Regions from separate parts of the Mus musculus genome. Here regions 2 and 3 are each linked to region 1. The links are chromatin contacts, called in public promoter capture Hi-C maps. All regions are on one chromosome and are shown on one strand. The core of a region is the stretch at or near the end of the contact, and the rest is flanking DNA. Distances in the headings are between cores, read along the strand shown.

The links. Promoter capture Hi-C pulls out the DNA fragments that hold promoters and counts their contacts.
Region 2: a contact with region 1 is called in a promoter capture Hi-C map of pre-B cells, with 5 times the contacts expected there. The contact joins the promoter of Vdac3 here to the promoter of Atp7b in region 1. A contact is called at or near these places in 11 of 39 promoter capture datasets (3T3-L1-derived adipocytes, cranial neural crest, embryonic stem cells and 8 more), 3 of 484 Hi-C or Micro-C datasets (CD4 T cells, LSK cells and muscle stem cells), 4 of 115 datasets of contacts at active chromatin or transcription factors (astrocytes, epiblast stem cells, large pre-B cells and 1 more) and 3 of 9 other capture datasets (adipose tissue, embryonic stem cells and liver).
Region 3: a contact with region 1 is called in a promoter capture Hi-C map of stem cell-derived epiblast-like cells, with 6 times the contacts expected there. The contact joins the promoter of Dkk4 here to the promoter of Atp7b in region 1. A contact is called at or near these places in 2 of 39 promoter capture datasets (pre-B cells and stem cell-derived epiblast-like cells) and 1 of 115 datasets of contacts at active chromatin or transcription factors (embryonic stem cells).

What each region holds. Positions count from the first base shown.
Region 1 is chr8:22,057,642-22,062,008 of GRCm38.p6, forward strand. Atp7b (ATPase, Cu++ transporting, beta polypeptide) reads right to left here and starts at 2,433. Exons shown (of 21, transcript NM_007511.2): 1 at 2,331-2,433. The coding sequence starts at 2,414. Alg11 (asparagine-linked glycosylation 11 (alpha-1,2-mannosyltransferase)) reads left to right here and starts at 3,080. Exons shown (of 4, transcript NM_001243161.1): 1 at 3,080-3,129; 2 at 4,245-4,367. The coding sequence starts at 3,086.
Region 2 is chr8:22,590,762-22,595,094 of GRCm38.p6, forward strand. It overlaps Vdac3 (voltage-dependent anion channel 3), which reads right to left and starts at 3,052. Exons shown (of 9, transcript NM_011696.2): 1 at 2,923-3,052.
Region 3 is chr8:22,622,599-22,626,497 of GRCm38.p6, forward strand. It overlaps Dkk4 (dickkopf WNT signaling pathway inhibitor 4), which reads left to right and starts at 1,445. Exons shown (of 4, transcript NM_145592.2): 1 at 1,445-1,695; 2 at 2,649-2,799; 3 at 3,213-3,365. The coding sequence starts at 1,585.

The sequences.
Region 1 (4,367 bases), core at 1,183-3,682:
TAGGTGCACAGTAAAGCTTGAAGTGTGACTACATAGAAATTCCTTTGCAAACTACATGTGACCGCAAAGGAGGTAGGTAGGTTCTTTAGCTAAAAGGCCTAGAATGTAGTGTGGTTTCATAGGATGGTAGAGATCAGCAGGCCATAAAGTACTCCTGACATCTCCCCTAAAGGTGGGTGACAGTCTAGGGAGGGAAGAGTCTGGGATAAGTATTCTGGGGAATTTGGGTGAGGTGTGCCCCTATAGCAAAAGGTAGGTGAGTCTGCCTCCACAGATAGAAAATAGATCACCAGGTCATTAACAAAATCTACCCTCAGCTTTCTGGATGGAATGAAGGTATTTGATTTTTACACCCCTCCCCACTTGAGGAGACACCCCAGCTTGATTAACATTTCTGGTTCTCTTAGTGCTTCTCTGTGAGTAAAAAACCTTTGTGCCCCCAACACCTACCCCTGCTGGTAAATCGCACCCCTAAGCCATTCTATAGGAAAGTAAACTTCCCTAAAGGAAAGGTCTTAAGTCATAGCTGCATATAAAGGTCCTGGGACCTTAGCATTTCTGAAACAATATCCAAAAAAGCACGTGCTGAACCACAGCAAGGACAAAGTGGCAATAGAATGGTAACAGGCAGGTGAGGTCTGGAAATGCAGTCACTAGCAGAATGCTAGAGGCCCTGTGTTGGTCCTGAGCACAGAGTTAAGGCAAAAATCTATGTCAGAGCACAGAACCATGGGTTTGCCTTTCAGCACCGCAAAAAAACTGAATAAAGACAAAGTGGCACGGGTCCTAAGAATCGAACGAGTAAACACATGGGAGTAAAAACTAATACAGTGTCACGCATATAATAAGTTCAGTGACTTCGCCTAAAGCCATTATCAGTGTAATTCAGAAGCGGGTGAGGCCAACAAGAGACAGAGCAGTTAACCGACTGCTTCCACAGAGGAGCAGGTCTTCAATTTCACCTGATTAGATAAAGACTTTACTCTTTCAGGGGGACACTGACAAAGATAGGGGGCATCTCCTTCTCTGCTCTGGCCACCCCTACCCGGTGTGGGCTGTCTTCACACCTACTCAGCCACCTCTCTCCCTGCCTGTCCATTAACCTACACCCCTCTCATTCCTACACACCAGAGTCTACATGAATTTCACTAACAAGGGACGCTGGATAAAACTGCTGGATTAATTAGTTTCAGAGACCTGAACAAAAGGAGCAAGCTCCAATCCAGCAATCCAGACCTAAAGAAATACGCCCAGTATTAAATTCGATGTCAATAACCAAGTGTAAGGCCAGTTGAATGGCTCGATGAGTGGATGCACACAATCTTGAAGCCCTAGGACCTGTTTGCTGAAAGGAGGGAAAACCAACTCCTGGACGTCTTCTGCTGACCTCTCACGCCTAGATTCTCTCCCCCTCCATTCTTCCCCATATACACATAAAACAAATAAATAAATGCTTTAAAAAAAAAAAAGACTCAAGTACAAGTAGGGCAAGATGGCTCAGTGGGTAAAGGCACTAGCTTTTAAACCCGACGACCCGACACACTGACACACATGGTGGGAAAAGCAGCACTAAGTCCAGCAAGATGCCCCTAACCTCCATCACACACACACACACACACACACACACACACAACAATTCAAGTGCAAAGATCACGTCAACTGGGAAAGAAAGGAAGCAATCGCCATGACCACCCAAGAGGGAACCACCAACAGACTATGGGGAACACCTATGACACTCTGGGAAACAATCTACAAAGTATAACTAATTGGAAAAAAAAAGTTCCGAGAACATAAAACGTGATTTCAATTAAGCTAGACAAAATATTTTAAAACAATGCACAAATCTTCAAGAATTCATCATATGCCTGCGACCTATACAAGTTTCAGTAAGTATTTGTTGATTGAAAACGCACATGAAGAAAAGAAAAACAGACCTGCTTTTCATGTTAAATATTCTACGCTGTTTGCATCTCTAAGAGGCTGCATTAATTAACCCCCTGTATTATTAAATGAATGCCTTCAAGGTACAGGACTTGGATGTAGACCTTTTGAGGAGCATTAGCCAGGCATTAGCGAGGTATTAGCACTCCCAGGAGCAACTAGAGTTTTTATACAGCAAGCCCACGCTCAAGAGCTCTTTAATAAGGACCGGGGAAAGTTCTGGGCTCGAAATCGTTGTACACCAGAGGGCTAGTGGCACCCTTGATCTAGAGGGTTTTCCTCCCGGGTTCTCAGGGGTACGTGTCCACAGTCACGAGCCCTGGAGGAACCGAGGAGAAAAGCGCTTTGAGCAGGTGCGTACACGCTGCGGTCAGGCAAAGGAAACTTACTTTCCGACTGGCCTCTTTGGCTGTGACCTGTCTCTCCTGTTCAGGCATCGTCCCCACAGACGCCAAGTTCTTCCTGGGATCCATCCCCGAGCCCAAAGGTCACCTGGTTGGGGGGAGGGAAGGGCGACTTTACAAGCCAGGGAGAGGAGGCGCGAAGAAGCGCATCCGTGGTTCCTGGGGAACACAGGGCTCAGATCTCCCAGCCCCGGCGCTGCGGACTACGGACAGCGAGGTCCGCGGTGCGCTGCAGATAGGGTGCAGCGAGGACCACAGTCTCAGGACGCCCGCTCCAGCGCAGCCCCCTCTCCACCCCGCGCCCCGCTACTGCGGCCGCTGGGGACTCGCCGACACCTCTGAAAGAGCGGACTCTGTACTGGAAGATTAGCTCGTCGCCCGCCCGGACCTCCCATTGGGTCCCAACCGGCTGGCAGCGCCGCGGTGGGGGCAGGGCTGGGCGCCCTCAAGGGGGCTTCCAGACGGGAGGGGGGGGAGCGAAGTGGGCGGGGCGAGTGGGGTGGGAGGGGCGAGAGAGCCGGCTGTCCATCACAAGCCACGCCCCACCACCGCCACCGCAGCGGCGTGGCCCAAGTGGGATGGGCCCGTGTGCGCCCCGCCTGTGGGAAGCGGCTATTAGGCAACCTGCAGGAAGGCGTGTAAGCGGGGGGCGTGGCTAACGGCACACGCTTCCTCAGGAGCCAATAGGATAGAAGAACAGGCAAGCGCTTCCGGGCTGTGAGAGGGGAGGGTGGGATAAGATGGCGGCGGACACTGGGAGCTGGTGCGTGTACGCCGTGCTGCGGTGAGGATCTGGTGGCCTGAGCTCACGAGGGCGTGGAGGGTTTGGAGGCAGTCCAGATAAAGTCTGTAGAAGCGCTTTCTTCGTGCCTCGGTTTACCTCGGTTGTTTCGCATGCCGATCAGCTGTTTTCCTTAACTGGCTACCTGCTGCTTCGTAAACCAGTTGGTTGACTCTCTGCTACTTGACCATCTGTTGATTTCTTCTTTCCTGGTTGATGTTTAAAGTTGTAAATATATTGGTTTTGCCTTTGAGATACATATCGTTTCTTATGTAAGAATTACATAAAGTTGGTAGAAATAAACAGGAATGTTAACCACCCGGTGGTCACTACTATTGTAATAGTTCCATATTTCAAAAGTTGTTTCTGCCCTATGAAAGCCTACCTAAGTTCATATGTGTTTTTGTTCAGGTTGAACATTTATAGCTAGCGAAATAGCGTTCTGAAGAGCAGTGGATACATGCATTCTTGCCAGAGTTTGTATTACATCTTCCTTTCTGAGCTGTCTGCTTCAAGGTCTGTAGTGATTGCTAAAAATATGAATAGGCTAGTTTGTTCTAGCACATTCTTGGCCTTTTCCCGATAAATGGAATGCTGCCAGCTCTGTACAGTGTACATTGTCATGAGTGACTTTCTGCATTATAATGGTCATTGATAAGTAATTCAAAGCTTTGGATTACAGTTACCTTTCTTCCAAGCATTTGGTTTAAATATGGGTATGTATTGGCTAGGAATCAAGTGTTTACCTAACATCTTTGAGGCCCTGAATCACCAGTCATCACCACTAAGGGGAAAAAAATTAATTTTTTTTGTTTTTTTGTTTTGTTTTGTTTTTGTTTTTCGAGACAGGGTTTCTCTGTATAGTCCTGACTGTCCTGGAGCTCACTTTGTAGACCAGGCTGGCCTCAAACTCAGAAATCCTCCTGCCTCTGCCTCTCAAGTGCTGGGATTAAAGGCATGTGCCACCACCGCCCGGCACTTTTTTTTTAAATAATTTTTTTAGCAGACTTAGGAGCTACAGAACTTAATATTAAGCAAGTGTGTAAAAAGTAAACCTTAGTTTGTAGCTGACTTTTTAAATTGACAACAGGTTGATTTTCACCTTTTATTTATCTCAGGTTTTTCTATTCACTCTTCTTTCCTGGACTGATGATATGCGGAGTTTTGTGTGTATATTTGGTCATTGGCCTTTGGGTTATCAGGTGGCATCTACAGAGAAAGAAGAAGTCTGTGTCGACCAG
Region 2 (4,333 bases), core at 1,802-4,301, 530 kb after region 1:
TATCTCAAAACACAAATGAAGAAACAAACAACCTACGAAAGCTGAAGTGGTGGCTGAGCAATTAAGAGCACGTGTCAGGCAGCCCATAACCACCTGTAACTCCAACTCTAGGGGATTTGACACACTCAGCAAGGATCTGCACACAGCTGACATACATACAAACACACAATATAATAAATAAAGATTTTTAAAACCTACTAAATGAAATATACTATTCAAGAATAATCTTTCTTTTCTTCCCATGTTTTCTTTTCTTTTCTTCCCATGTTATACTTTTACTACTAGCCAGAAATGGAATAGAATCTATCTGCAATAACCTGCTTACCAAAAATAGGTGTGAACTTTGAAATTAAAACCTTTGAAAACCAAGGTGCTTTCTATCTTTCCTACTCATTATTTACCCAATTTCTGTAGAAAGCCAGTATGCTGAATTCTCGGTGAACACAGATCCCTGCAGCAATTTCTATTGTCTTCCTGTTAAAGACTCAAAAGCCAAGTCTAAGCAATCACTCAACTACCTCAAATAATTCCATTAGTGGGATTTTATGACACCAGAAAATTCCAAAGTACCAGTCAGCTTCCAGGCACTCCCACCTGGGGGCCACATGCAGCCAAGGATACCTATGAATGTGACTCTATCTACAAAAAAGTAAACAGGAGATTTGAGGCTAGTGAGGTGGAATTAAGGCACTAACTGCCAAGACTCAGGACCTGAGTTCTGTCCCTCAGACACACTGGGTGGAAGGAGAGAACCAACTCCCACAAGTTGTCCTCTGACACAGCCAGTGGCATGCAGGCATCTAAACACATCAAACTAACTCTCTAATTTGGGGCTAAGATAGCTCAACGAGGTACAAATCACCAAACCTAACAACCTGATTCTGATGCCAGAACACATGGTTGGTTGAACCAACTCCCCTAAGTCATCCTCTGACCGGCACACAGGGGCAGAAGAAGCAAAAGCGTGCACAAGCGCAAGTGTGCAACACACATGAAATATATACATGAATAAAGACAAACAAAACACAGGGTGGATATGGGGAAACGTGACTTCAACCCCAGCACTCAGAGGCAGAGGCAGACACAATTTGTACATCTGAAGCAAGCTAGAGGTGCTACATAATGAGACTCTGAATAAAAATAAAAATTAAAAAAAAAAGCCTGACTGCGTGACCTTAATAGATGACAAAGTTGTTGACCATGAACTTTGTAGATGAAGTTGTGTCAGATCAACAGGTTGAACACATCTTCCAGTTACGATCACTATGCCTGAACTATGGACACTTTGCAAATCATTTAAATAACTACCCTGTATATTTATACTCAGTCAGTCCAACTCTTAATCCAATTCCTGCTAGGCTTTTGCCTATAAATAAACAGGGCCTTGGTTTATAGCCCAGGCTCACCTCAAACTTACTGTGTAGCAAGGTTGACCTCTCTCAACATATGATAGTCCTTAGCTTCCGGGGAGCTAGGATTATAGCTGTGTGCCACCATATTCAGCAAGACTTATGTCCTAACTGGAAAGTCATTGAAAATTTGTACCTGTCACATGCACACACTATGATATAAAGTTAAGAGGAAAGAGCATACAAAAAAAACATATATAAAGTCGGGGCAAAGGAGATGGCTCAATTGGCAAAGTGTCTGTCACACAAGCATGAGGAACTGCATATGAGGACCCACACAGCACTGGGGTAGGGAAAGTGCGGAGACAGGAAGACTTCTCAGTTCAGTGAGGAGACCTATACCCAACATCAACCACTGGACTCCACATGCATACGGATGTGCACACAAACGTGTACATACACCACATAAACAAGTTCACACACACACCCAAAATTTATAGAGAAATGGGGATGGCGTATGGGTAAAGCACTTATCTTACATAGAAGAGGATCTATAATTGATGCCACGGGTTTTATCCAAGGCATCAATCAAAAGGAAAAGTTAAGGAGTCAAGGCAAATGAGTGGTATTGATGTTCTACATCAATCTATAATAAAATTCTGCTCTATGTTACAGAGTTTGGAGTCCACTAGCAGGGTAATTTTACAGTCCCGGTAGTAATGTAAATCTTTTGCCATCATTCTAGGAGGGAGGAAACACAGGTCTTACGTATTCAGACAGAAACGTTTATACAGTTTTAGGTTTTCATACTGATCAGGGAGAAAATAAACCAAGGTGGTCGAAATGTCTAAGTGCTATTTACAAGCTGCGTTTAGCGTTTTTGATCCACTGTTTCTCAAAAATCATCACTTTGCAAAAGTCAAGTGGATAACTGAAGTCGTTCATGCCCAAACTGTCCCTTACTCGGACCCATGATTCTAATGGGAAATGCACTGCTGGTATGATCAAGCAAAAAAATCGAGAAAACCCGGACTCCATGTTACTCGAGAGTCAAGCTACAACCTCACAATCATCTTAGCGCTACAAGACAGCTATGCACCATGCCCTGAGGCTGCATTAGAGCCTGAGAGGACGACAAAAGGCACTAACTAGAGGAGACAGCTTCTCTTTTGTTCCTTGTTTCTGCTTTTTAAGATGCATGAAGAGCATCCACCCTTCGGCCGTCGGGAGTGCAAGACACGCCTGACAAGTGCTGGACACACCAGACAGCGGGGTGAGGACAGGGTCGGGTGTAGGTTTGGGGTTCCGGGACTCGTCCTCTCTAGAAACCGCCCGCCTTCCAGCCTGGCCCCGGGCAGACCGCCAGTGCGCACGCCGGGTGCGGCGGAAGGTCGCGGCCGGCCCAGGGCGGCGACTCCCGCCCTCAGGCGACCAACAGGGTCCGGGCAGCGGAGTCTCCCCTGCCTCGCCTCGCCCTAGGTCGGCGCCCCTCAGCTCCTCCTCCGTGGCCTCGGCCGGCTCCTCAGGCCCGCCGGCCATCCGCCCACCCGGCCCGCGGCAGCGGTCGCCTCACCTACAACCCGAGGGTGGGCCCGTCCCGCTCCACCAAGGCAACGCTGAAGGTCTTCTCGAACCAACGCCGTCTGCGCCTGCGCGACCTCGCTCCCCCGCCGCGCCTGTGCGCCTGCGCGCCCGTCGTCCCCCAGCGCGAGTGCGCGCGGCGCGGCGCCGCGCCTCAGACCAGACGTGCAAGGGGCCCCGCGGCGGGCGCCTAGGCCAACTGTCCGGCTGCGCGTGCGCGGGCGAGTGCGCGGGCGCAGTGGGGGCCCTGCTGGCGGGTGACCGGCGCGGGGTGGTGTGGAAATGGCCGAAAGGCCTTTGAGGACCTTTGCTGGGCCGGGAGGCGCGGCTCTCGCGAGAATGTGCCAAAGCCGTAGCTACTGTCCCCTGAAGGGGCGCGGGCGGGCAGGGCGCCAGCAGAGACCCAGGGCGGGCTCTGCGGACGCGAGCTGCCAGCCAGAGTGTCGCTCCCAGACCCTGCCACCCTCTCTATGGTGGATGACTTGCAGGTCTTTATGGGAACTTCGTCCCAGGTCAACTGTAATTTTAAAATGTGAGTCTTCTCAGTTGGAACGATGAGAGAAAACCCAGGCCCTAGAGGTTAGGCGACTGCGGGCTTCTAGAGCATGCAAGTTAATTCAAGAGAGAGAGAGGATGGAGAGAGAGCTCTTCTTAGAAGAGAAATCAATGTCGCAGGAATTGTGCAAGGAACACACCACTGCTTTAGAGCCACCTTAGTGACAACCGATTCCCCAGCAAACGGTTAAGGAGATCCCGATGGTTCCCAGGACTCACTCACTCCGCGGATTATTTACTGAAGAGGAAAGGACCTTCACAGCCAGAAAATCGCCTTCACCAAGTGACTAAAGCTAACTTCAGGTGCCCTGTCATTCACAGAAAGGGACACAAGTCGATATTCTTATATTCTTGGTTGTGAACCTAGCCTTTAACGGCTGAGCCATCTCTCCAGCCCACGAGTCAGTATTCTTAACAAAGCATGTAATTTGTCTATGGGCGAGAAAGCAAATCCAAATTAAGGGACGTTCTGCGAAGCAACTGCTCAATCTTCAATGTCATGAAAGATGAAGAAAAGGGTTTAAGAACAAAAAGATGTAATGCTAAAGTGTTTTTGTGAGTCTCAGTTGGACTGTGGATAAAACAAAAGGGCTATTGAACACAACCAAGCAACTGAGGAGATTTGAGTAAACTACACTAGTACACTAGTACTAGAGCAACGTAGAATCTGAGGGTACTGTGCCTTGGTTATGTACAAATGGCCTTTTTGGAAATATTTGTTGATGTTTCTACCGCTAACTCTTTTTATTGAAAATAATTTTTCATACACTATATCCCGGTCATGTTTCCCCACCCCCAGCTCCTCCCAGATTCCCCCAACCACCTGACTCCATGCCTTCTTTATTTCT
Region 3 (3,899 bases), core at 195-2,694, 560 kb after region 1:
TAGGATAGTCAGGGCTACACAGAGAAACCCTGTCTTGAAAACCAAACCAAACCAAACCAAACCAAAACAGAGGTAAAACAAAAACCAATTTAGGAAGCCAGGCAGTGGTGGCAGCACACGTTTTTAATCCCAGCACTTGGGAGGCAGAGGTAGAGAGGGCCTTTGAATTCCAGGCCAGCCTGCTCTACAGAGTGGGTTCTATGACATCCAGGGCTACATAGAGAATCCTTGTCTCCAAAACCCAAATCAAACCAAACCCAAAGTTCAATGTAGAGCCTGGAGAGACAGCTGAAGTAAGAGCACCCACATCCGGCAGCTTTCCACCTGTAACTCCACCTCCAGGCCTCTGACGCCATCTTCTGGGCCCCTTGGGCACTGCAGTCACATGAGCAACCCCCCCCCCCTCACATACCATGTGTACAGTTAAATTTTTGTTTGTTTGTTTGTTTGTTTGTTTGTTTGTTTTTGAGACAGGGTTTCTCTGTGTAGCCCTGGCTATCCTGGAACTCACTCTGTAGACCAGGCTGGCCTCGAACTCAGAAATTCTCCTGCCTCTGCCTCCCAAGTGCTGGGATTAAAGGTGTGCACCACCACTGCCTGGCAGTTAAAAAATCTTTAAACCTTATTTTCTGTGGCAGGGTTCAACTCGCTATGTAGCTGAGACTGACCTTGAACCCCTGACCCCTCTGCCTCCACTTGCCACACACTGGAACTGCAGGTGGCAATTTAAGCTCTTATGTATCAGTTTAAAAATTAAGACACTTGAAAATGAAATCAGGTGTTTATGCGCCCCACTATTTTTCTAATAAAACAACTGACTTCAAAGAGTTCAATTTTTATTGTAAGAAGAGTGATTTCCTAATGTCATTCATCTGAACAGAACAGGTGACAGCATTTCACAATTGGAAGCTATCAGGACCTTGACCCTAACCCTAACTTTAGAGTCCAGATGTCAGGGCTAAAGGTTACCCTTCTCCACTTTAAACTTCAGGGTAGGTTCAGTAATTCATTAGTGTTTGTTTTTTTTTTTTTTTTCTTAAACATCTACAGCATATTGGCTAATGTGAGTTCTTCTTTCTTTGAGTACAACTTGCTGTGAAGACATCATCTGCCCCTCCTCCCACAGGATTGAGGGTCGGAAATGCAGGTGATTATCAGAGCTGCCTTTGATACCAACATCCTTCTTTGCTGGGAGCCCTTTGAACTGACTTTGATATGCGGTAATTAAGAGGGATTCCCGCCTGGAGGAACAGCCTCTGTGGCCTCTGGTCTCTTCCACTGAGTCCTTGTTTTGAACTATTGATCAAAGATTTGAAGGGATCTGTTGTAGCCTGTGTGGGGTAAAAAGGAAGGAAACAGTGGGCTGGGAGGGAGAAGAGGGGCCACGTCTGGTTATAAATAGTTTCGGAAGAGTATGCTGGTCAGACCTGGCCTGTCTCATTTAACACACCTTCCTTGGGCAGAGTCTCTCTTTCAGAAAAGGCCTCTGTGGGCGACTTGCAGATTGTACCTAGGGCCACTCAGCAGCGCAGCCTTCGAAGACTCAAGGGGTACTGGAGCTCCGAGAGACCAGAGTGACTGAGGATGGTACTGGTGACCTTGCTTGGACTCAGCTGGTTTTGTTCACCCCTGGCAGCCCTGGTTCTGGACTTTAACAACATCAAGAGCTCCGCGGATGTGCAAGGCGCGGGGAAGGTAAGTGTGGCTAGATCACTGAGACCATCCGCAAAGATAGCACTGTATCAGCCGGGCAGGGCGCCCTCACCTCTAAGTGAAGTTATGTCTGACTGCATGTGTGCACATAAAATTCAGTTCTCTTACCGTTTACTATTAAAAGAGCACATACTCTAATCCCATCCCTCAGGATGCTGAATTAAGGAGCTGTCAGTGAGTCAGAAGACAACCTGACTGCAGATTAAAAAATCTCTTTAAAAGGCATGCAAAACAAAAGGTTTTCTGGTCAGGGCTCTACATTTATTAACAAATTAGTACCAAATGAAAGCGGTACATGTGCTAGGCCTTTGTGCTCAGCTGTCTTCCTTACAAGTCGAGATAGGCATAAATTTCTATCTAGCAATGATGAAGATAGGAATTTGGACTACACAGCAGATGTGTAGGAGTTAGGACTTGAACACATTAGGACATGACCCAGCACTGTAACCGTCTACGGCACGGGAATTGTATAAGGGGTCATTATCATCTATGGATACTATACATTACACTACACTATTCTCTGTAGTGCGTACACAGTATAGATGATAAAAGGCCAGTTGGGGAGCAGGGGATGGAGTGACAATGGAACTTATAATTGTCACCTGAAAGACACACATGAAGAACTTTGGTTTTACACGAAGAGCGTAGGAATATTAAATTTCGAGCTTTGAAGTAAAATTGGGGCTGGGGCATGGTTCATAACTGATTAAAGACTAACCCCAGACACAAGTTCCAGAATAGCCAAGATCTTCTCACAGGTAGCTTGATGCACTCTTTTCAGGAGAAAACCAATTATGCTGAAAAATTAACATGGTGCCTAAAGTTGGCCCTGGCAATCCCACTGTCATTAGAGTTTGGCCTCCCAACCCCTGCCGTGGATAAAGACCTCTTAGGTGTCGTGAATTCCTCAGCCTGTAACAAGTTTCCTTCTACAGGGCTCGCTGTGTGCATCAGACAGGGACTGCAGCGAAGGGAAATTCTGCTTAGCGTTTCACGATGAACGGTCCTTCTGTGCCACGTGCCGTAGAGTTCGCAGGAGGTGTCAGAGGAGCGCCGTGTGCTGCCCAGGAACGGTCTGTGTGAATGGTGAGAAACCTTGGGCTCCAAGCCTCCAGGGCTGCAATCTGATGGCACCAGTGGAGTGAGTCACTCAGAGCAGCACTGACCATGGGGGCCAGGCTAGGATGTTTGGGATCTGGATGAAGTAAATTTGTGTAGCTGTCTTTTTTTTTTTTTTTTTTTTTTTTTTGGTGAAGCAAAATCATTTATAACCTGGCAACACCCTTGACCAGTGACATAGATAGAATGATTTTTAAAGGGCAGATTCAAGGTGGACTGGCTTGGATCTTTCCACATGGACTGAGATTTTTATTAATCAATTATTTCTGGAATATATTATAAAATGGGACAAAGAAGTGCTGCCAGATTCTTGGGCACTACAGTAATGGCACACCCATTCTTGTCCCTCAGAGTCACTAACACTACCGGTTGTCCCCCAGATGTTTGCACTGCAGTGGAAGACACAAGGCCAGTGATGGACAGAAACACTGACGGCCAAGACGGCGCCTATGCAGAAGGAACCACTAAATGGCCAGCAGAGGAAAACAGACCTCAGGGGAAGCCCAGTACGAAGAAATCACAAAGCAGTAAGGGTAAGAGCATCATTCTGAGAGCATATGTTATTTTAAAAACAATTTTCTCCCTCCCAGCCCTTTAGGCTGAGACTAACTTCCCTCACCCCATGTCTGTGAGCTCTTGGAGCAACTCATGGGGCTCCACTGGGCAGGACAGGGCGAGACCCTAGTGTTGACAGCTTAGGAAGAGAACCTTCCAACCCAGGGCTTTCCCTGCGCTGGGATTTAACAAATGCCGCTTTCCTTTTCTATAGTCTCAGCATAAAAGCCCATTAAAGTAGATGTATCCATCCACTCCAAACCTGTTCAAAATACAAGCAGGTCTCTGCAGTTCTGGCTGCCCTGGAGCTCAGAGGTCCGTCAGCCTCTGCTGGCATTAAAGGTGTTTGCCATCACCACACTTGGGGATTTACTTAAAAAAACAAAACAAACAAAACAAAAAACCAACAACAACAAAACCAAAATGGAATCTCAAAGTCTTCCAATAACAGAATATTTGAAAGTGAAGAGGTACAACGGCCATTCTTGCTTACGTCATTGGGCTAGCTGGCT